Linked DNA regions of Mus musculus: region 1 is linked to region 2. Evidence: chromatin contacts called from public Micro-C data. All regions are on one chromosome and are shown on one strand. Each heading gives the region's core, a stretch centred on a gene start, on an enhancer-like site or on the middle of the called end of the contact. The rest is flanking DNA. Distances are from core to core; before and after follow the strand shown.

Region 1 (5,024 bases), core at 1,421-3,920, 810 kb after region 2:
CCTCCCCATCCACTAAACCAGGACGGTGTGGAGAGTACAATTTCCTGACTTCTCCAACTTCTCAGAGGTCTAGCCAGCTTGTCCTGGCAGATCCCACACGGAAGGCTGTGGGCTGCAAGTCTCTAGTGCACAGTCCGTTCCTTTTGGCGATGATAATCTGGGGTAAGAAAGAACACAGCACATGATTTTCAGGATGAGTTCTCAACTTCTGGGGCTTGCCATTATCCATATTTCAAAGACTTCTACTTACCTAGAGCCCTGCCATATAAGTAAAAAAAGAAAAAAGAAAAAGAAAAAAAGAAAGTGCCTTACTGTAGGGAAAGAAGCGCACACGCATGCTGATTTCTCGGGCTGTCTTCAGGATTTCCACAGCCTGGAAGGAACACGGCAGCTTGTACAAATGAAGAGCTATTACTCAGGAAAGAACTATAATACAGCAATGGAATGCGCCCCATCTAGCTCACTGATAGCTGCTCTCTTCTGGTACATTTCCCTTGAAGAGATGCTTTCATACAGATAAGGCTATTCGGGTCCAACCTGTCCTACCTGAGATGGCTTCGTGCATGACTATAGTCCATGTGCTATGCTTACTTTGCTGTGCTCAATATCTTGGAAATCCACATCATTCACAGCTAGAACTTGGTCCCCTTCTTGAAGTCCTGCTCGATGTGCATCCGAGTCTGGAATCACCTGTTAGTGAAGAGGTATTATGTAGTTGTGATGGAGTAAATCAGGAGACTGCAGGGCAAATTCAGTGCTCTTCAAATGTGTTATTTTTGGTGATACCGCCGGGAGATTAAGTGGCTTGCTAGTGAAATTTGGTTCTCAGTTTGTTTTTTTGAGATTCTTTTTTTTTTTTCTTAATTAAAGACAGGGTTTTTCTTTTGTAGCCCTGGCTGCCCTGGAACTCACTCCGTAGACCAGACTGGCCTTGGATTCACAGAGATCTGCCTATCTCTGCCTCCCATGTGCTGGGACTAAGGTCCTATGTCACCATTGTCTGCCTTGACTTTATAGATTGTTACCTACTCCTAATCTTCCCCCTTCTGCCTCTCGAGTTCTCAGAGTACTGACATGCCCACATGCCCCAGCATACTGGCCCCAAGTACAGTTCTCAAAGGGAAAGGCTGAATTTCCATTATGTCTATCCTATGACTCCAGCGGGTCATCCATTTTTTTATCTGCTGGGCCACCAGTGCACTTTAATATGATAACAAAGTAGCTAGCCATACAGCCTATCATACACACACATTCACACAGACCTTGGAGATGAAGATGCCTAGCTGCGAGGCCTTTCCTCCTCGGATGTTAAATCCCAACTGAAAGACAAAAGGACACAGGATGCAGACTCAGCAGAGACATAAGAACAGGGACATCTATGTACTCAGAAGAAAAGGAGATGCTGTAGAAGTGCCACCTCTGCTTTTCTGGTCACCTACCTCCCAATCCACATCCACACCCCAACCATGGCCAATTTCTGGCATGGACCAAACGTTACTGGAATAAGAGCCCCTATAAGTTTACCTGAGCACCAGGAGGCTTCTTCAGTGTAACAATTCGGGGCAGAAACTGGGTCAACTCATTGTTGTAGTCTGGGTGGTACACTCTCTGCAAGATACAGCAATCCCCGAAATCTTATTCCCAGTCTTAGATGTGTTACATCTACCTTCTTTTAGAATACCAATAAACCAGATATATGTCAGGAATTGGTAAAGCCATTGACTCAGTTTACAAAGCACAGATAAAACAGTCCAGAGGAGTGGCTGTTTAGTCTCGGGACATGTTAGTGGCCCTATAGATCCCTAGTCCTTTCTTATTGACAGGATGGAAATTAAGGCTCTGAATTTTCAGAATTCACCAGTGTGAAGGGTTCTGGCATGGTGATTCTGCAAGAAGTCACCAGTGGGTCACTGTTGCTCAGAATTCACCTAAGATCCACTCTCCACTGAGTTTCCTAGCCCTGCTACTTTTTCTTTCATAGATCTCATGATTATTCAGGAATGCAGATGGCGCCCACCTCATGAGGAGGAATCCACGCTGGAGGGTTTTCATAGGCCGGCAGGAAAACCACAGGGTAGTCATCATAGGGAATCCGGTTGTCCATTTCAGGCAAAGCCCTGAAAAGGACGAATCAAAGGAAACGAAAATGATTTTAAAAAGGACCAAGCACTCTAAGTTCCAGAAAGCCTTCCAGCCGAGGGCCATTCCTTTATGGGACTAGCCCACAAGTAGGTGTTAAGATTGGGGAGGGGGGGTAGGGAGGAGAGGCAGGCTACAAAACAAAATAACAAAAACAAAAGACAAAAAAATTAATTTTTTAAGCACTCTAATGGCATGTTTGCATTTCTCACAATTCTACAAAAAACAATAGGTGTCACCACTTCCAACCTAGGAAAAGAGAATCTACACATCTACAAAGATCTACTTTAAAACAGCAAGGGAGTGCCAACTCTTAACTATCCCATAGGGATTGGGGCCAGACACAATCTCTAGAGGTGCTTAGTAAACGTGGTGTCCACAGACGGGTTCCGTCTACACGGGCTACCTTCTAGATCCAGGTCCTGCAACCCGCCCGAATCCCGCGCTCGCGACCACTTAACTCAGGGCCACCTCACCGGTAAGAAGGCCTCGGTCAGCGACAGCCAATTCGGCGTCGGAACCGGAAGCGGATGCTCCTACCACCCTGCCGGGGCGGAGCTCTCTTTGGGCGAGCCAGAGCTCCAGCCTCCTTGCGCGTCACGGTGTGCGTGCTCAAGTTCGTCTGCTTCTCACAGGCTGTACGCGCTCCGATTGGCTGGCGCCTCTGGGATCAATTTGAAACTTGGCGGTTAAAGCTCCGGTTGGAACAGGGCGCCAGGGAAGGTCGGTGAGAGGGACGTTTAGTTTGGTGAGTTACCCGGGCACCGCGTTAGCTCCGATTCTGCGCTTTGGAGCACTTTAGGGCTTGGGGTCGCGGTTGCTGTCTCTGCTGGAGTTTCCTTATTGCTGACGCCGCTTCGCCCTGCAGTATTGGGACTGACAAACCTTTAGGCGGTGGCCAAGAGTGACAGGACACCGTGATCCCGCTGGGAGGGAGAGTGCATCAGCGAGTTCCGAGCTCTCCCACCGCCTGAGAAGGGCCTTTCCACTCCTGCCAGCCTCCGGGGGCTCCTGGGAGAGCCGGCTTCACCCAGCACGGACACCTGCTGAGCTGGTACCATGAAAGAAGAGGTGAAGGGGATTCCCGTAAGAGTGGCACTGCGTTGTCGCCCCCTCGTCTCGAAAGAGATTAAGGAGGGCTGCCAGACGTGCCTTTCCTTTGTGCCCGGAGAGCCTCAGGTGGGTAGTCGAGTCTGGAGTGGCTTCCTCCACAGCTGAGGCTGAAAGGAGCGAGGGGCGTGGTCAGGCATTTTTTTTTTAATCCTTCCCCATCCTTGTCTCTTGCCTCTTGCAGGTGGTGGTTGGTAATGATAAATCATTTACCTACGATTTTGTGTTTGACCCCTCTACTGAACAGGAAGAGGTCTTTAATACAGCAGTAGCTCCACTCATAAAAGGCGTGTTTAAAGGTGAGGCTGTCTAATTCACTGGGCGTTTGTGTGTGTGTGGGTGGGTCATATAGGCACTACAAATAAGAGGAATGGATGAAACAGACTTCTGCCTTTAAAAACAGCCCACAGCCTAGTAACACATCCAGTTTATCTTTGACCTAGACATATTTTGTTGTCTTGGGACCTCACAGAGAACCTTTCATTTCAGCACTTGGGAGGCAAAGACTGATGTAGAAGCCATGGAGGGATGTTCCTTACTGGCTTCCTTCCCCTGGCTTGCTCAGCCTGTTCTCTTATAGAACCCAAGACTACCAGCCCAGGGATGGTCCCACCCACAAGGGGCCTTTCCCCCTTGATCACTAATTGAGAAAATGCCTTACAGTTGGATCTCATGGAGGTATTTCCTCAACTGAAGGTCCTTACTCTGTGATAACTCCAGCTGTGTCAAGTTGACACAAAACTAGCCAGTACAACCACCCTCCTTGATTTGGCTTATGCTGTGCTGGAAAGCAAACGCATGGCTTTGTGTATGCTAGACAAGTACTTTGCCAAGTGAGCTATAGGCCCAGACTTTATTGTAAAACTTGAAAACACTGTAGTTATAGTAGTTATAGAAATGTTGCAAGAACAGCATAAAGATGCCATTTTTTTCATAGAATCATTGGTAATAAGTTGTTGATGTTATGATCCCTGAATACTTTACCATATATTTCCAGTAAGCGTCATGACATAGCCATCATAATCACAGAAGTTGCAATGTCTTGTTACTACTTTCTCATCCTCAGCCCTGTTCAAGTGTTGCCAGTTGTTTCAGTAATACCCTTGATAGCAAAGAATTTAGTTCAAAAATCATGGTATGATTAGCTGCTGCGCCCTTCTTATAGTCCCCAAGTCTAAAGTAGTCCTTGAACCTTTGGGCTTTGTGTTTTTTAAAGCCTTCATTGTTTTGATACTTGAAGATTACAAAGCACTTGTATCTTTCTTTTTGCTTTTATCTAACGTTATGATAAAATTTGAGACGGTTTTTTGTGTTTGTTTGTTTTTTTAGCAGAAACACCACAGGCGTGCTTCTGTATTCTCATTGATTCCTGTCAGGCAGTATATGGTTTTAATTTGCCCTATTCCTGTTATTGTTAATCTCAATCATCTGACTAAGATATAAACCTACCAGATCTCCTCCTGTAAAGTTAATCTTTTTTTTCCTTTTTGCATATTTGAAAAAGCATTATATAGTTCTGTCTAATTCCCTTCTTCTTCCTTTTCTCTTTTACATGCTTTTGTTTAATTCGCATCTAGTTTACTATTCACTCTCCAGCTGAGAGTGGAGGGAAGCAATAGGTTTTTTTTTTGTTTGTTTGTTTGGTTTTTTTTTTTTTTTTTGGTTTTTCGAGACAGGGTTTCTCTGTGTAGCCCTGGCTGTCCTGGAACTCACTTTGTAGACCAGGCTGGCCTTGAACTCAGAAATCCACCTGCCTCTGCCTCCTGAGTGCGCAA
Region 2 (4,780 bases), core at 2,209-4,708:
AGATAGAAGAAAAATTCCTCAGACCTTGGAATAGACAGTGCCCCCAATGGGATACAGTCAGAGCCTGACAACCTTTAACTCAAGGTGTGCTTAAGCCATCTTGTCATTCTTCTTAGATTCACCCTTCCTTGCACACTCTTCCTTCCTGCTTTTGCCGGTGACTTTTAAACACCTGGCTTTAATAGAAGGCCTCCTGTGTATCCACACTGGTATCTTTAAAGAGTTCCCACTTAGTTTTCTTCCTATTGTCAGTATTTTACCATGGAAACCTTCCTTTCCCTTCTCCCTCTACTCCAAGTTGTCTTCTCTCTGGTCTAGTTAGAATGTGTGCTTCCTGGGTAGTGTATGCCCCCTCAGACAAGACTGGCCTTTAGCCCCTTGTCTCTGCTTGGGGTGCAGATGGAAAGCAAGAGTTAGGGAGAAGTTTGGCTGGAGCCTAGCAGTGGTACAGAGGAGTGTGCCGCTCCAGTCCCCCTTTTCACCTTAGCTTCTTTGTTCTAGCAGAGGCCAAGGCTTTCCACACCCCCATTTCACTTCCAGTGTCATCTAGAGTGAGAATGAGGTCCTCCTCTGGTTGCTAGCATGCTACCACTTCTCCTTTGTTTGCGCCAGGTGCTGTGTGGGCAAGTCATTGTGATATTGGACTCCTGTGATAAATGGGCCTCTGTGAGACACATTTCACCTTAAAGAGGGAGTCTTGCCTGAATGACTTCTCACAGAATGCTCCAGAGGTACTCAGAGATGATAGCCTAGGCCAGGCAGGCTGCTCTTTCCAATGGTGAGAAAGGGTATCAATCATTGCGGGCCAGCCAATCAGTTTTTAACCAAGCATACTAGCCTTCTTTGTTAAACACAACTCAGAAATCTTCCAAAGACTAAATAAAGAATGGCTCTTCAAAGACTCCCTAGGTGGCCAGGAGGAGGCCTGTTAGTGTCACTAATGGAGATCTCTAGCTTCACCTTCCTCTCTCACAGAACTGTCTCCACTCCTTACTCTTAAGTCAGTCCTAGATCCTTTCAATTATACCTCTTTCATTTTCCTCCTATATCATTTCTTCTCCCACCTCAGCTGATGCTACCATTGTCCAGTCCTAAACAGTCTCCCAACCCATCTCCCTGCCTCCAGTCTTGGCCCCTCCAATGCAGTCTTCATGCCTTAGCTAAATCAATCCTTTGGAAATACAAACCTGGTCATGGTATCTTTTCTCAAGAATCTTCCAATCTCTTCTATAGATCCAGGGACCCATGATTAGGTCCCTGCCAAATGCTCAGCTTCCATTTTAGCACTGGTTCCACTTTACACCTAGCCACAGCAAACTACATTGTAGGTTTCTAAACAGGCTTTTCCTGTCTTCGATTCTACACCCTTACACATGACTTCCCTTCTCCTGAGACAGCCTTCATACACACTTCCTCTACTTTCTGTTTAGCCAAGACCCACTTATCCCATACCACTTCAACTAACCTCTTTTTACCCCAGGGCACATATTGTACTTGGGTCTCTATCACTGGTACCTAGTATAGTGCATGGAATTTGATGCATTTTCAAGCAGATATTTGCCACCTGACCTGGCTATGGGCAAAATTGTCTCCGAGGAAATTTTCAGAGTCGACCAGTCCATCTCTCTATAGAAGGGAGATCTCTCATCGATACCATTGTTTTGTATTAGGCTATAATCCCTTCCTTCCTGTGACATGTCTGCTTCCCCAATTCAACTGTAAGCACTTCCATAGCAAGGCTATACCTGGACAATTGCAACACCCTATGCTGGTCCAGGGAGTGCTTAAATATAATGAATGACTAGGCCTCTTGAATGTCTCACCATTTCCCCCCTTTTTGCTATAGCTTGCTTTTCCTTGCCTCTAAAGTCTAAAACTATTACACTTACAAACATATATGTCTACTTTCTACCCCTGAAAAATTTTCTCTCCTGTTTCTTTTATCTGGAATGCCCTCACTCACCCACCCAATTCTGCTATTTCTTTAGTAACCAGCTACACCATCCCCCACACTCAGATTTCCAAGCATCCTTTGCAATTTAGCACTGAGTAGTGCTAACAGTCCCTACCCATCTCATTTAGCCCTTGGCATTCCCTCATGCTGTCAAGAAGAAAACATAGAACAGATTCTTTCAGGGCACAAAGCCTGGTCAGTTTAGAAGTGTTACTTGAACCTACATCCTCTACCCATGAATTCCATTAGCCAGTATATAATTCTCATTTCCGTATTCGGAGAACTGTAGTTTCCTTTAAGACAGGCCTGTGTCTTCTACTCCTTCATCTTTCTAAGGCCTTCCTGACACTGTAGAGAGGTCTAGGGTCAGACTCCCTGGGTTTCTGTCAGGATGCACCGGTTATCTGAGACGGTTTAAAGACACTAAATTTCAGCTTCCTCGCATGCAAATGAAGACAACGCTAACATCTATCTCATAAGGTTGATGAGATCAGAAGACTAAAGCAAATTAAAGTGCCAAGTGCAGTATCTAGCAAGTTCTATGTGTGTTCAATAAAGGTTCTTTTTCCATTGTTATGATTAGTAACAAATCCCTGGGAGAGTAGTTTGTTCAAAACTATTACGGAAGAGTTGCAGCGGAAAAAGGGAATGCAAAAAGGAAGTATACCACAGGAGCAATCTGAGATGTTTGTGGAGTCCAAACAAGGTTAGTAGCGCGGCAGGACATTTGTATGTCCGAGTTCCTAGAGCCATGTGACTCTAAGAGCCAGGAGCGCATGGTTCCACCCGGCACAGCTTCCCTAACTCTGGCGCTCAGCTATTCTCAGCAGCCTGTAGGGGGAGCCAGGAAGCTAGGACGGGTTTTGGGGGGAGGCTGCTGGAAATCTTCCTAAGGGCAAAAACGACACCCCACCACTACTACCGGTCTTAGTGCACTGCCTTGCCTCCCTCAGGACGCACTCAGAGCTCAGTCCCCTTCTACAGCTAAACTGGGAGCTGTCCTTCAGCACCAGGGGCAGTCTTGGCCTCAGGCAGGACAGTGAGAGCGTTAGCGGAGTTAGGGACTCTGGACCGGTCCTATCCGCAACCGGCTTTAGTGTCCCCTAGTCCTGAGGACGAGGGCGAGGCTACCCAGAGAGGTAGCAAGAACCTAAGGAGATGCCCCCTGCTTCTTAGAATCACCCTCAGAAGTCCCTTAGCCCTCGGGGGGGAGCGAGGGGCGGTCCTGGGAAGGGAGGCGAGCGGTCGCTTGGTGGGGGAGGGGGAGCGCCAGGCCTGGGACTCTGCGTGTGGCGTGTGCACACGGGGAGCGGTCGGGTGAACGGAGGCGCCGAAGTGAATGGAGTTGGGGGTGGACTGGAAACATCCCCAAACAGCACAGGCTGCGGCCGGCGGGGGCTGGGGTTGGGGAGGGGGGAGTCCTGAGGCGCAGGCGCAGTCGGGGCCCCAGTCCCGCTCCCTCCTCCTCCCGGTGCCTCTTTCTCCGCCCTGCTCCCCCCCAAACACACTCGCACACGGGCTCTCAAGGTGTTCTCCGCACAGCGGAAGATGGCGACAGACTGAGGGGGCATGGCCAGCGGGAGCCACGGGGCCATGCCTTTGGGCGGCCGCCACAGCGGGGCGAAGCAGAGGCGGAAGCGAGAGGCGCACTAAGTAAAGCCGGGCGTCCGCGTCCGGCGTCTGTGGCGCTGCGGGGAGCCAGGTGGCCCGCCCGAGCCGGAACTCCGGGAGCCGCGGGTGCGGAGCCAGAGCGGAGCCGGCCCGGGACCGGCCCCAGCGGACTGCCAGAGCGCGAGGGAAGCCCGAAGGGCCGGCGGCGGACCGGCCGGCCGGCCTAGGAGGGCACGAGCGAGGCGGGGAGCTGCACGGAGCGGGCAGCGGGCAGCGGGCAGACGGGCGGGAGAGGAGCGGCGCGGGCGAGGGGAGCGGAGTGGAGCGCGGCGGGGCCCGCACGGCGGCGCTGAGGGGCGCAGAGCCGCGCCGAGCCGAGACGGACGGCCAGAGCAGAGTGCGAGCCAGGGGGCCGGGGGCGCGGAGTGAAGTGGCGCGGAGCCCGGGGTAGCGGAGGGGCCCGACACCATGAGGAGTGCGGCGCCGCCGCCGCAGCCGCCACCGCCCCAGTGCCCCGCACCGCCCCCCGCCGGGACGCCGGGCTGCGCCTAGCGGGCCGGGCGGCGGCGCCCCGGCTGCCAGCAGGGGAGCGCGGGAGGGGCGCGGGGACGGCCCGAGAGCGCCCCGCCACAACGGCCTGAGCGGGGCCCCGGGCCGGCCGGCCTGCCTAGCCATGCGGCCCCCGAGGTAAAGCCTGGACGGCGCTGAGGAGCGCGGTGCGGTGCGCAGCCCGCCCTCCCGAGACGGCCGTCCGGCCTCGCGCCTGCCTACTCCCTCCAGCCCGGACCCCCCTGAAATATGTTCAGGGGCGCTTGGATGTGGCCCGGGAAAGACGCCGCCGCGCTGACTATCTGCTGCTGCTGCTGCTGCTGGGCTCCCAGGCAGAGCGACAAACCTTGCGCCGATTCGGAGCGGGCGCAGCGATGGCGACTGTCCCTGGCGTCCCTGCTCTTCTTCACCGTGCTGCTCGCTGACCATCTGTGGCTGTGCGCGGGGGCCCGGCCCCGGGCCAGGGAGCTGAGCAGCGCCATGCGGCCGCCCTGGGGGGCCGGCCGCGAGCGGCAGCCGGTACCTCCTCGCGCGGTGCTGCCGCCGCCGCCGCCGTCGCCTGGCGAGCCCAGCGCGTCCTCGGGCACCTGCGGCCCGCGATACAGCAACCTGACCAAAGCCGCCCCTGCAGCCGGCTCCGGGCCGGTCTGCAACGGCGTCCCAGAG

What was found. A called contact is a pair of places that touch in the nucleus more often than the background predicts.
Region 1: a contact with region 2 is called in a Micro-C map of embryonic stem cells, with 9 times the contacts expected there. The contact joins the promoter of Pdzd11 here to the promoter of Tmem28 in region 2. A contact is called at or near these places in 3 of 39 promoter capture datasets (hippocampal neurons and liver), 1 of 484 Hi-C or Micro-C datasets (embryonic stem cells) and 4 of 115 datasets of contacts at active chromatin or transcription factors (astrocytes, embryonic forebrain and embryonic stem cells).

Annotation. Positions count from the first base shown.
Region 1 is chrX:100,623,271-100,628,294 of GRCm38.p6, forward strand. It overlaps Pdzd11 (PDZ domain containing 11), which reads right to left and starts at 2,671. Exons shown (of 7, transcript NM_001356384.1): 1 at 2,616-2,671; 2 at 2,018-2,117; 3 at 1,525-1,608; 4 at 1,263-1,319; 5 at 592-690; 6 at 313-373; 7 at 1-157. The coding sequence starts at 2,104. The coding sequence ends at 123. Kif4 (kinesin family member 4) reads left to right here and starts at 2,795. Exons shown (of 30, transcript NM_008446.2): 1 at 2,795-3,318; 2 at 3,434-3,548. The coding sequence starts at 3,199.
Region 2 is chrX:99,816,706-99,821,485 of GRCm38.p6, forward strand. It overlaps Tmem28 (transmembrane protein 28), which reads left to right and starts at 3,459. Exons shown (of 3, transcript NM_001081283.2): 1 at 3,459-4,780. The coding sequence starts at 4,364.